Linked DNA regions of Gossypium hirsutum: all the other regions are linked to region 1. A link is a contact called in public Hi-C data. All regions are on one chromosome and are shown on one strand. Each heading gives the region's core, a stretch centred on a gene start, on an enhancer-like site or on the middle of the called end of the contact. The rest is flanking DNA. Distances are from core to core; before and after follow the strand shown. Region 1 holds the start of LOC107912578 (protein S-acyltransferase 24). Region 2 holds the start of LOC107912542 (3-hydroxyisobutyryl-CoA hydrolase 1). Region 3 holds the start of LOC107913058 (NEDD8 ultimate buster 1).

Region 1 (3,470 bases), core at 426-2,925:
GCAACGAGTGTGGAGAAATATTTCACAAAATGTTTATACAAACTAGCAAGTCTATAATCAAAATTTGATTTAGGAGTAGACCACTCTTAAATGATTCTCACCTTTTCTTTATCAAATTCAATCCTTTTTGCACTAACTATAAATCCTAGAATGATCAACTTGTCTATGAATATGCTTCTCAATGTAAGAATAAAAAATGTTCCTAACAAAAAAAAATTCAAAACTAATCTAACATTCTTAACATGGTCATCAATTATGCAACTATAGATTAAAATTTCATGAAAGTAAACAACAACAAATTTACCTAAATATTGTCTCAAAATGTGATTCATCACTTTCATGAAAACACTAGGTGCATCAGTTAAACCAAAAGGCATTACCAACCACTCATGAAGTCTATATTTGGTTTTAAAGTCCTTGTTCTATTTATCATCACCTTTCATTAGAATTTGATGATAACTCCTTTTGAGATAAATTTTAATTAATATGGATGCACCATGTGATTCATCAAGCATATCGTCAAGTCTAGGAATTGGATGCTTATATTTAATGGTAAGACTATTAATAGCTCTACAATCAACATACATTCTAAAACTACCAACTTTAGGCACTAAAATTATCGAAACCATGTAAGGACTAAGGGATTCTTGAATATGTCCCTTTTTCTATAGTTCTTGCGCTTACATTTGCAACTCCTTTATATATTTATGATTACTCTAATAAGCTAGTCGATTAAAAATTATGAAACTCAACAAAAAGTTGGTTTAATACTCAATGCCTCAAAAAATTAGTAAACTTGTAGGCATCTCATTTGGAAAACATCTTCAAATTTGTACAAACAAGAAACAAACATAGTAGGCAATTCTTGTCAAGGTTGGATGAACATAGTAGGCAAATTTTGTGAAGGTCAAACCAACCTAACAGTGAACTCGGATCAACCAAGAAACTACTGCTAAGAGTCCCAAGGGACCCACCGCATCAGTGATGCACAAAAGGCCAAGTCTGAGATAGTCTATCCTCTTCATCATCATCTCGGATTCTAATTTTACAAACACTATCACTATACTCTATCATGATAAGGCTGTTTGAGAATAGTTTCCCATAGATCTATTGGGTGGTACCCTTACCTTGTCAAATCTCATATATACACTAGAAATAACTAGAGATTGAAAACTAAAAACTAAAACTAAAACTAAAACTAAAACTGCTTTCAGAAAAGGGTTGAATGGACAAAATAAAAATCCACGAAAGTGTGGAGAAAAATTATGATAATGTGGACTGAGATTAAGAAAAATTAAAATAGAAGGTGTGACTCGCAGATAATACCAAAATTGACCCACTTCTGAAAAAAATTTTGATTTAAAAAAGTTGAATAACTAAAATATTATGAGATGAATTTTGTTATTGACGTCGTAGAAGGTTTTATTTATTTATAATAAATCCCTTCTTGTAATAAAACTTTCCAAAGCCTGTCTCCTAGATGATTTGGATGGTGGGTTTTTCTGTAAAATTATTTTTCAAGAAAATAACTTTTTAATATTTTAATGAAAATAAAGGTTTTTAAAAAATATAACACTAAGGAGTATAAATATAAATAAGAAATACAAAGTTGCGTTGATGAAAAATGAGTAAAATAAGAAATAAATACAAGTTGACAAAAGGAAAGGAACATGTTGAATGATGTAAATAGGTAAAGTTGACGGGGTCAATGAGCAAACATTAGAAAGAAAAGAGAGAAACAATCGGCAATGGATCTTCCTTCCCTTGTCTCTGAAATTGACTTTCATTCCTACGGATAATCGCTTTGGCTTTCGATTGGTTTCGGCCTCTTTAGTCAAAACGGAAAGGACGCCAAAGCGCAACCACATTCCTCCCCCCCTTCCCCTTCTCCTTCTTTCCTCGAAAAACCCTAACCGGCCCCACCATTTTTCATTTTTTTTTCCAATTTAAGAGAAAACTAAAAAAAATTATTCAGAAACAAAGTCAACCGGAGATAATTGGAAAGGAGATTTCGATTTTTCCTTCTTAGGACTGTTTTGGTTGTTGGGTTTTTTTGGAGAGATGTCGTCGGAGATCGAGGTTGTTGAAGACGTTCAACCCTTGAAGCAATCGGATGGCGTTGTGGCGAATGGAAATGGATATTATGGGGGAGGGAACAATGGGGTTGTTGGTGGTTTCGTTGATGATGAGAGCTTGAGGAATGATGTCTACACGGTTGCTGCTTATGGGGATTTGGAGAAGCTCCAAAGGTTGGTTGAGTACGAGGGTCGCTCTCTTTCCGAGCCTGATGGCCTTGGTTACTATGCCCTCCAATGGGCTGCTTTGAATAATAGAACAGCTGCTGCTCAGTACATCATCGAGGTCTTTTATCCTTCTTTTTATGGTTGTTTTGATGGATTTTCTGAATTGCCTTTTATTGTCAGAGTTTGGAGTTGATTGTATTTATTATTCAACTGGGTTTATTGGGTATCTGGTTTATGGATTCCTTATCTTTAAAAAGTTTGCTTGATCAGGCTTTTAATGGGTTTACTGAAATGGTTTTTGGGAATCCATGCTTTTGAGCTGTGTCATGTTGGTATTGAAGTTTTCATTAGATTAAATTCGGTTGAAGTGACTGGTTTTTGGGTTTTCTTTATTTGCTAGCATGGTGGAGATATACATGCAGCAGATCACAATGGGCAGACAGCCTTGCATTGGAGTGCAGTCCGAGGTGCGATACAAGTTGCTGATATTTTACTCCAAGAGGGTGCTCGGGTGCATGCTGCTGACATCTATGGCTACCAGGTGAAATTATATGGTTCTTGTCAAATGGATTTGGGAATGTGATCAGTGATGTAAATAAATGTCTAAACAGTGCTGGCTGTTTAGACATTCTTCTCTGCTTGAAGTTGGTTTTATACCAGCATAAGCATCATTTATATATGTTTTAGGAGCAGTAGAACTCAGCAGTATATGGTTTTCATTAAATCATATTGATCTTTTGAGGCTTAAAGAAGATATATTTTTGCTATGCATTTTAGTCAAGACTGTTGCTGCAGATGATATTTGTTCCCTTTCTCTCCTAGTTTAGGACCTCAAAAAATGTTGAAGTGCTATGCATTCTTGTTTACTCTGGCTTGCTAACCTATTAAATCCCCCTTATATTTCCTCTCTAATTTTTCTCCTTTTAGTATCGTCTCTATCATATTCTAATTTATGCAGCTGTTCTTCACTGCTGTTGGTGATACACTTTCTTTTCCCTTTTCTCGTGGTTGTGTTTTTTTTTCTTGGTCTTGAAGTTTATAATGCAAGTGTGGGCTTATGCTTCTTAAGTTGATGCACAAACTTATGCTTTCATTTTTTCTGTTTACAATTTGTTTGTGGGATGATAATGTAATACATGTACTTATTGCTCTCACTCCAACCTCCAGATGGATGCACGTTTATTTAATGTAATTTGATGCAGGTAACACATGTTGCCACCCAGTATG
Region 2 (3,470 bases), core at 419-2,918, 350 kb before region 1:
AGACAATACCCCTTTAAAGTTTACTCTGCCAATTAAGTGGCACAGATGAGAAGTAAATTCCTATCTGGCCTTTACCTAAGAACCGTATATGACTAGTAATGCTGGTATGTAAGGCCATACTTCCAAAAGGAATCCTGACAGAGATTATAAATTAAACATAGTTATGACCGTTGACTATATATGACCAAGCTGATGTGCTAAGATAGTTAACCCAAAAAAACATAGAGCCTTTCTATTGGGCATTATAAACAATCTGATTGAGTGACTTGAAATGAGATAAGATCAGAGACCAGGCATGCTTATATGCAACCCAAAAATGTCATCAGATTCAATTTCTTCCAACTCCATGCTACTATCTTTACTTTTGTCAAGTTGTTTCTTTCAATGAAGTAAAAGAAAAATGATACTAAAGTTGTATCTTCGGAGGTGTGTACCTTCAGTATTACCAGCTTGACATTAGGATCCTCCTCGTAGGCAAGAAAAAGTTCTAGTAACCGAGAAATCTGCCGTTGAAAGAGATAACATTATTACTATTTCATGTTTCAAACAATTAATGTGACCAAAAGGTCTTTGACAGACAATATATGATACTCATGCAGATAACATAGAAATAGAGAAGAAAAGCATGTGCAAGGTACAGATCCTGAATACACAATTTTCTTGTAAAGGACAAACTTGATAGGTTATCGTATGTAGTCAACAGTTGACAAAGAAGGCATGTAAAGAAGACCATAAGAACTAGCAGCTAGAAAAATAACTAGCATAAAAAATTGTTTGACCTTTCGGGCTAGAGACATTTGATCAAGCAACATGTGGTGCACCTAGGAACTGTTCTCCAGAAGGTGGTAAAATGCAAAAAATTTAAAAAATAAAAAATAGAAGGGCATTGAGCTTTTTTTTAAGGTGAGATTCTTTTTTACTAGTAACAGTACTAAAACTCATTGTATGACACAGGGGTAGTTCCCAAATACTGAAAGAGTTTAAGCAGCTTATTAAGAAGAGATCATACCATCTGAAATGAAAGGGCATTGAGCTGCTTAGGCCGGTTTAAGGTTAGAATTCTTGCGAAGGAGTTTTCTTCTACTAGAACCTGCAGAGGTAATGAAGAAATATAAGTGAACCTTCCCAAATATTACCAAAGCTAGTTAACGCAGTGAAGCAAGGAGAAATTCTCATTATCCAAAAAAAAAATGACATATTTGTAATTGAAATGGAAAATCAACAAGAAATTATTTCAATTACAAAGACAATAAAGGAAGTTGGAATTGATTTTAAGTTAATTGAAGCTCTATGGAGAAGCAATGAGAGAGAGGATAGGGAAGGTTTTATGGGTTATCTCCTAGAAAACACGATCTTCGGAATGCCAAATTAAGTCTTTGGAGTGAAGAAAAACATTAGAATACAGAATTTAAAATAATAATAATAAAAAACCCAAGATTGCAGAAAAGGGGGAAAAAGAAGGGGGAAGGACCTGATCATGTTGGGAAGAAACGGAGGAAGACATTGGATTGGAAGTTGAAAGTAGGAGGTTGGGTTATGAGAAGGAGGAGAAATAAGTGGGAAAAAATGAGAGGATAGATGTAAAGAAAAGAAAAATTGGGTCATAAAGAAGGCGAAGGTCTTTATCGGTTGGGTCTTGGTTCTTATTCTAACCATCCGGCTAGAGCCTAGAGATATCATCTTAAGATGACGTTGTTTTTAATTAATTTTTATCCTTTGCTAAAATGGGAATAAATAATTAATTATTGTGATATATGAATTTAAATGTTAGTTAGATTATAAGGAAATAATTATATGAGAAGTCATTTGGAATTACAAGCTCTACGGCTTAAACAAATCAACTTCCAACTCCATATTGGTAGTAGAGCTCTGGTGTTGTAGGTAAAAATGAATCCATTACTTCCCTCAAGTCCCAATGCTTATCACAGCTACTGATTAAATGCTAAAAATATATATTTTATGTAATTTAATTGGTCAATTTATGAGAATGCACCATTGATTTTTTCATGTTTATATTAAATTTTATACAGGGGTACAATTTGGGGATAAATAGAAGAAAAAGGAAACAATTGGGCTACATTGAAGAAAGGAGCAAAGAAGGTGGGCCAAAGCAGAATTTTTCCAAGATGTAATTAGCTGAAATTTTATGTTACTTAGTGGGAGATTATGTAGGGATTTTTATATCATGAAATATTTTATTTCCTCTAGTGTCTCTTAATTTGGCAAAGCCACTAGTATAAATAGGGGGCTACTATGTTCATTTATTCATCAAGTGTTTTTCATCAAGTTTTTAATCAAGCTTTCATCTTCTGAAATATAATCTTTCCTTTCTTCTTTATTTGCTGGCTTTAGTTCCTTATTTTCTTTTCCCATTTATTAATTTCCTGCCTTAGAAATATAACACTAGCAGCCAAACCTTGCGTCACCTACACCTACCCACCTACATTTCTTTTTCATTTATCCAACCCTCTTCAAATATGCCCAACTCCAACATGCCCCAAACATTAGTCAGCTAAATCCATTTCAGCTTTAGGCCGGTGTTAGCTTCGTCAAGGTCCGTGAGTTGCGAACCCCAACAATTCAATTCCTAATTTTCAGTATTTATTACTTCTCCGGATTAATAGTATGATTTTGTCAACTCACAAAGTCAAATAAACACTAAGTCAAAAAAGACGTCGTTTGAGTTAGTGTGGTTAGACATACAGTTGGAATTCCGAGGATCGATTGTCTAATCGGTTTTCCGTGAACACATTGGCGTGCCAAGTGGGGATTGCTGTTTGGTTCCGTCAAGGGAAGTAGTAACCGGATTTAAATGTCCCACGCGGTTGAGGACATTGGTTAGAGCTAGGCTCTTCTAAACAGCAAAGCTGCCAAAGTTTTAAACCACGAACGTTTCGTTGGTTGTTCGATCAGTAAGGGTTAGTTATAGGTCGTTCCATAACTAATTTACACAAGGAAGAGTTGGTGTCCGAGGCGTCCTTGGTAGCTATAACTAGCTTATTGGAAAAGAGGAGTTCATCTAATTTCGAGGATCGGTTCAAAGACGAGGAAAAACCCGTGCCTGAAGCTGAGCTAAGTTTAATTAATTTTTCTTCAGATTTATTTAACTGTTTTTATTATTTTATTTTTAGTTTTTACTTTTCACTCATTTTTTCCCTGTTTATTTCAGGTTTTCAATTTTATCCTCCCCCAAATTTCTTGGGCACGACAACTGCCCAGACACGAATCTGGTCGAGAAAGAGCAACGATTTTACGTGAACCCAGTCTCTGAAGGATCGACCCTACTCCCTATACTGCTTAAATTGCAAATTAGGCGTAGGTTTATATTGGTGGACTCGACAACCATCAGCTACTGATTTGAGTTAAAACATGTCCATCCCTGTCCTGCAATGTCCTTTTCTCAATACCACATTTGGGACTTCCCCATTAGCTCTCAAACAAAAAAATATAATTTATCACTTTATCGAAAA
Region 3 (3,470 bases), core at 559-3,058, 280 kb after region 1:
TTAATTGTCAAACTCAAAGAAAAATATTTCACCTTAACCAAATTATTATCTTTGTTAACAAGCTATGTTTCTCGGACTCTTTTCCCTAAATCACATGTCCAGTTACATATCTAGACGTGGATGCAGAGATACAACCCTCCAAATATATGGAAAACTTGGAAAGATTTATTATATCCATGTCAAAGGCATATTTGTATCTAACACTCATCCCCCAAGTCTGATTAACATAGCAGACAAGAAAGTTTATCAGCTGCTACTCTAAGAATCCAGATTCAAACAAGAAAAGTTTAGTACTGTAGAAGCAAATGAGGAAGGATACTAGAGACTGACCTCACCCATGGTAAGCACTTCCAGTGCGTCTTTATACAGTTGTCTCGTAAGTAGATTCTTTGCATTTTCATGAAGCATCAGACCCATCATCACTGCCCTGTTTAAAGACCATTCATAACTTACTTCAGTTTAAAAAATGGGGTCAAATGTCTTAATACCCTAGGGAAAATTGACATACCGCTGATCAGTCTCAGTTCCTAATTGTACTTTTTGCCCTCCCTGGTTTTCAAGTTCAATATTGAAGTCTTCAATTGGTAGTGAACCATCTACATGTCTCTTGGAAAGTGCAGTGGCTGCTGCCCTGCCCATAGAGATAACTATGGATTAGTCACTCGTTAATTTGCAAAACGATATGCAATGGTACTTACAAAATGAACAGAAAGGAACTATTATCCATCCCACCGAATCTTGAAAAGATGATCATTTCATAATGCAGGAAAACTGTAAAACTGTAAAACTGTAGCATCCATTAAACTTTTCAAAGGTAAGATGGAAGTCTTTGGTCCATCTAAAACGTTCAAAGAGGAAGACGCATTTTTCAGAGTATTCCCCCACTTCGAAAAACAACAGTAGACGCTTGATATCATCTCAACTTAAGGTAAACCATAAAGGACCAACATCTCTCAAAGACTCAAACACTGCAAAATACTAACATTTGACACTATCAATTTAATCATAGACTTCAAAATACAGTACCACAATGATTCTAAGACAGAAAAATACTACAATTCCATCAACTACATGGAAATACTTATACATCCCAAGAACACAATTCCTTTTGGCATAATAATATATGATTGATAACCCTAAACCCTAAAAGAATGAACGTAATCATAAATTTCCTTATTATAAGAATAAATTTGGTAACTTCGATTAAACCCAGAATTTCAATAAAACCAAGAACCCAATCAACCATTAAAAAGAAAAAAAAAGCACTCAGTTTATACAGAAATATTGAATACTATTAATTACGCATTTAAAAGAAAACAAAGGGCGAGAGAAAAGGAGAGAGTTGACCAAAAAGACTCACTTGACTCGAGCAAGTCTGCGAGAGCGTTCTTCCTCGGCCATCAATTCTTGTTCCAAGGACTTGCCTTCATCAACGGAGACACGGGTGGCAAGAATCTTAGCATTGTTTCTGATACCCAATTGGGTTAAGTTTTGAGAGCCATCGCCATCTTTCAAAACTTTACCAGCAGATATAAGGTTGATAGAGTCAGGACGTTGGGCATTTGATCGTTTGGCGACCTCTTCCCTCAGCATTGCCACCGTCCAATTCTCCAATTCTAAGTCTATCACCCCTACCCATGTCCCTGCGATCCTCAATTTCGCCATCCCACAATATAATTTCCTGTTCTCCCTTGCAAGAAAGGAATAAAAAGTCGAATGTGAGAAAGGGTAAAGACTTCTCCAGTGAGGACGGGGCGTCTTATGTGTATATATAGAGGTTGTAGAGAAACAGATAGTAAAGTTCAACGGTATCTTAGTGAGCAAGTTCATGAATTTTTATGGTTAAATTCTGCTATTAGTCCCTTGTACTTTACGAGAGTTGAAAATTTAGTCCCTATACTTTTTTATCAATTTGATCTTTTTTTTTTTTGAATTGATCACTTTTAGTCCTGTACTTTTTAAATTTGAAGTGTTAGTCGTGGCCCAAACAATATCAATTAAATTTTTTGGTTAAATTCAATTACTAGTCATGTACTATATGTACAGCTATAGATTTAGTTTATTTTCTCCAAATGGATCATTTTAAATTCCTATACTTTTCAAATTTTAAAATTTCAGTCTTAACGCAAATGATAATCGTTAATCCATTAACTGATTTTTTAGTAAGTAATACGGAGAAATAATAAGCTAAAATGGCATTATACATATTATAATGCACATCAAATTTTAGGAATAGTAGAACTCTACCTAATGAATTTAACAATTACTATTTGGTGAGAACTGAAAATTTTAAATATGAAAAGTACATAGATTAAATCCATAACTTTTACAAAATACAGTGATTAATAGAAGAATTGAACCTATTTTTAATTCCACTTCTACTTTGGTTTCCACGTGGTCTTACTTTGTAATACTCCCAACTATGAGTTGTGATTAGGGTTGAGCGTTCAGTCGAATTGAATCAAATCAAATCGAGTAAAAAAATTTAAGTTAATCGAGTTGATGAGTCATGTTTTCTCATTGTAACTCAAATTAAAATTTTTTCGATTTGAGTCAAATCGAAGGAAACTGTTTCAGTCATATATATTTGAAAAAAATTCAAAGTAAAATAAGATAATAAACTTAAATCGTTAATTAATTAGGTCCCAAAGTATTAATTTAGAAAAATTTTAAAATTTTAACTTTCTTTATATATTCCTTAGATTTTTTTTTAAATTTGAATAATTTTTCAAAAAATATAAATTTTGAAATTTTTATAAATATTTTGATTTTTACTTTTTTTGTAATTTTTGTTGAGAGAAAGAGACTAATTTGCTCATTTTCAAAACTGACAGGGACCAAATGGGTATATACACCAATCAGTTATTTGAATTATTCTAGTTATTCAAATTATAAAATTCAACTCGATTAGAACTCGAATTACTTATTTGAGTTGACTCGAAAAAATCAAATAACTCAATTCGATTAACTCACCTCTAGTTACGATTCAAAATTTAACTTATTCAATTAATTTTGGCTTAAAGGTGTAAAAAGCCCTCAAACTTTTTCCAAAAAAGCAATTAAGCCCCTTCTTATTTTTTACACTTAATTGAGCACTTGAACTTTCAAAATGCATCAAAAAGGCCCTCAAACTTCTTTAAAAAAAGCAATTAAATCCCTGCTATTTTTTCACTCAATTGGGTACTTAAACTTTCAAAATATACCAAAAAGACCCTCAATTTTTTTCAAAATAGCAATTAAGCCCCTGCTCTTATTAAAAATTAGAAAAAAATAACAATAAAATAATAAAATTTAATAAAATATAAAAATGTAACGTCCCAAAATTCTTATTATTGTTATTGTGAAAATATGACACAATTGTGTATCGGCATTTGTGGTTAAGTGCTTTAAGTGAGTCTGGGAGGTCTTGAGTTCAAGTCTTGACTTTGGCAAATTTTAGTATTTTTCTGACTTAACCCCTATTTCTAGCT

Evidence for each region. A called contact is a pair of places that touch in the nucleus more often than the background predicts.
Region 2: a contact with region 1 is called in a Hi-C map of leaf, with 1.8 times the contacts expected there. The contact joins the promoter of LOC107912542 here to the promoter of LOC107912578 in region 1. A contact is called at or near these places in 5 of 34 Hi-C or Micro-C datasets (callus, hypocotyl and leaf).
Region 3: a Hi-C map of leaf shows a contact between it and region 1, with 2.3 times the contacts expected there. The contact joins the promoter of LOC107913058 here to the promoter of LOC107912578 in region 1. A contact is called at or near these places in 3 of 34 Hi-C or Micro-C datasets (all in leaf).

The regions. Positions count from the first base shown.
Region 1 is chrD08:24,280,382-24,283,851 of Gossypium_hirsutum_v2.1, forward strand. LOC107912578 (protein S-acyltransferase 24) reads left to right here and starts at 1,676. Exons shown (of 13, transcript XM_016840823.2): 1 at 1,676-2,361; 2 at 2,644-2,784; 3 at 3,446-3,470. The coding sequence starts at 2,062.
Region 2 is chrD08:23,926,853-23,930,322 of Gossypium_hirsutum_v2.1, forward strand. LOC107912542 (3-hydroxyisobutyryl-CoA hydrolase 1) reads right to left here and starts at 1,669. Exons shown (of 14, transcript XM_016840760.2): 1 at 1,472-1,669; 2 at 1,010-1,090; 3 at 435-503. The coding sequence starts at 1,504.
Region 3 is chrD08:24,557,134-24,560,603 of Gossypium_hirsutum_v2.1, forward strand. LOC107913058 (NEDD8 ultimate buster 1) reads right to left here and starts at 1,809. Exons shown (of 11, transcript XM_041099260.1): 1 at 1,361-1,809; 2 at 509-631; 3 at 331-427. The coding sequence starts at 1,665.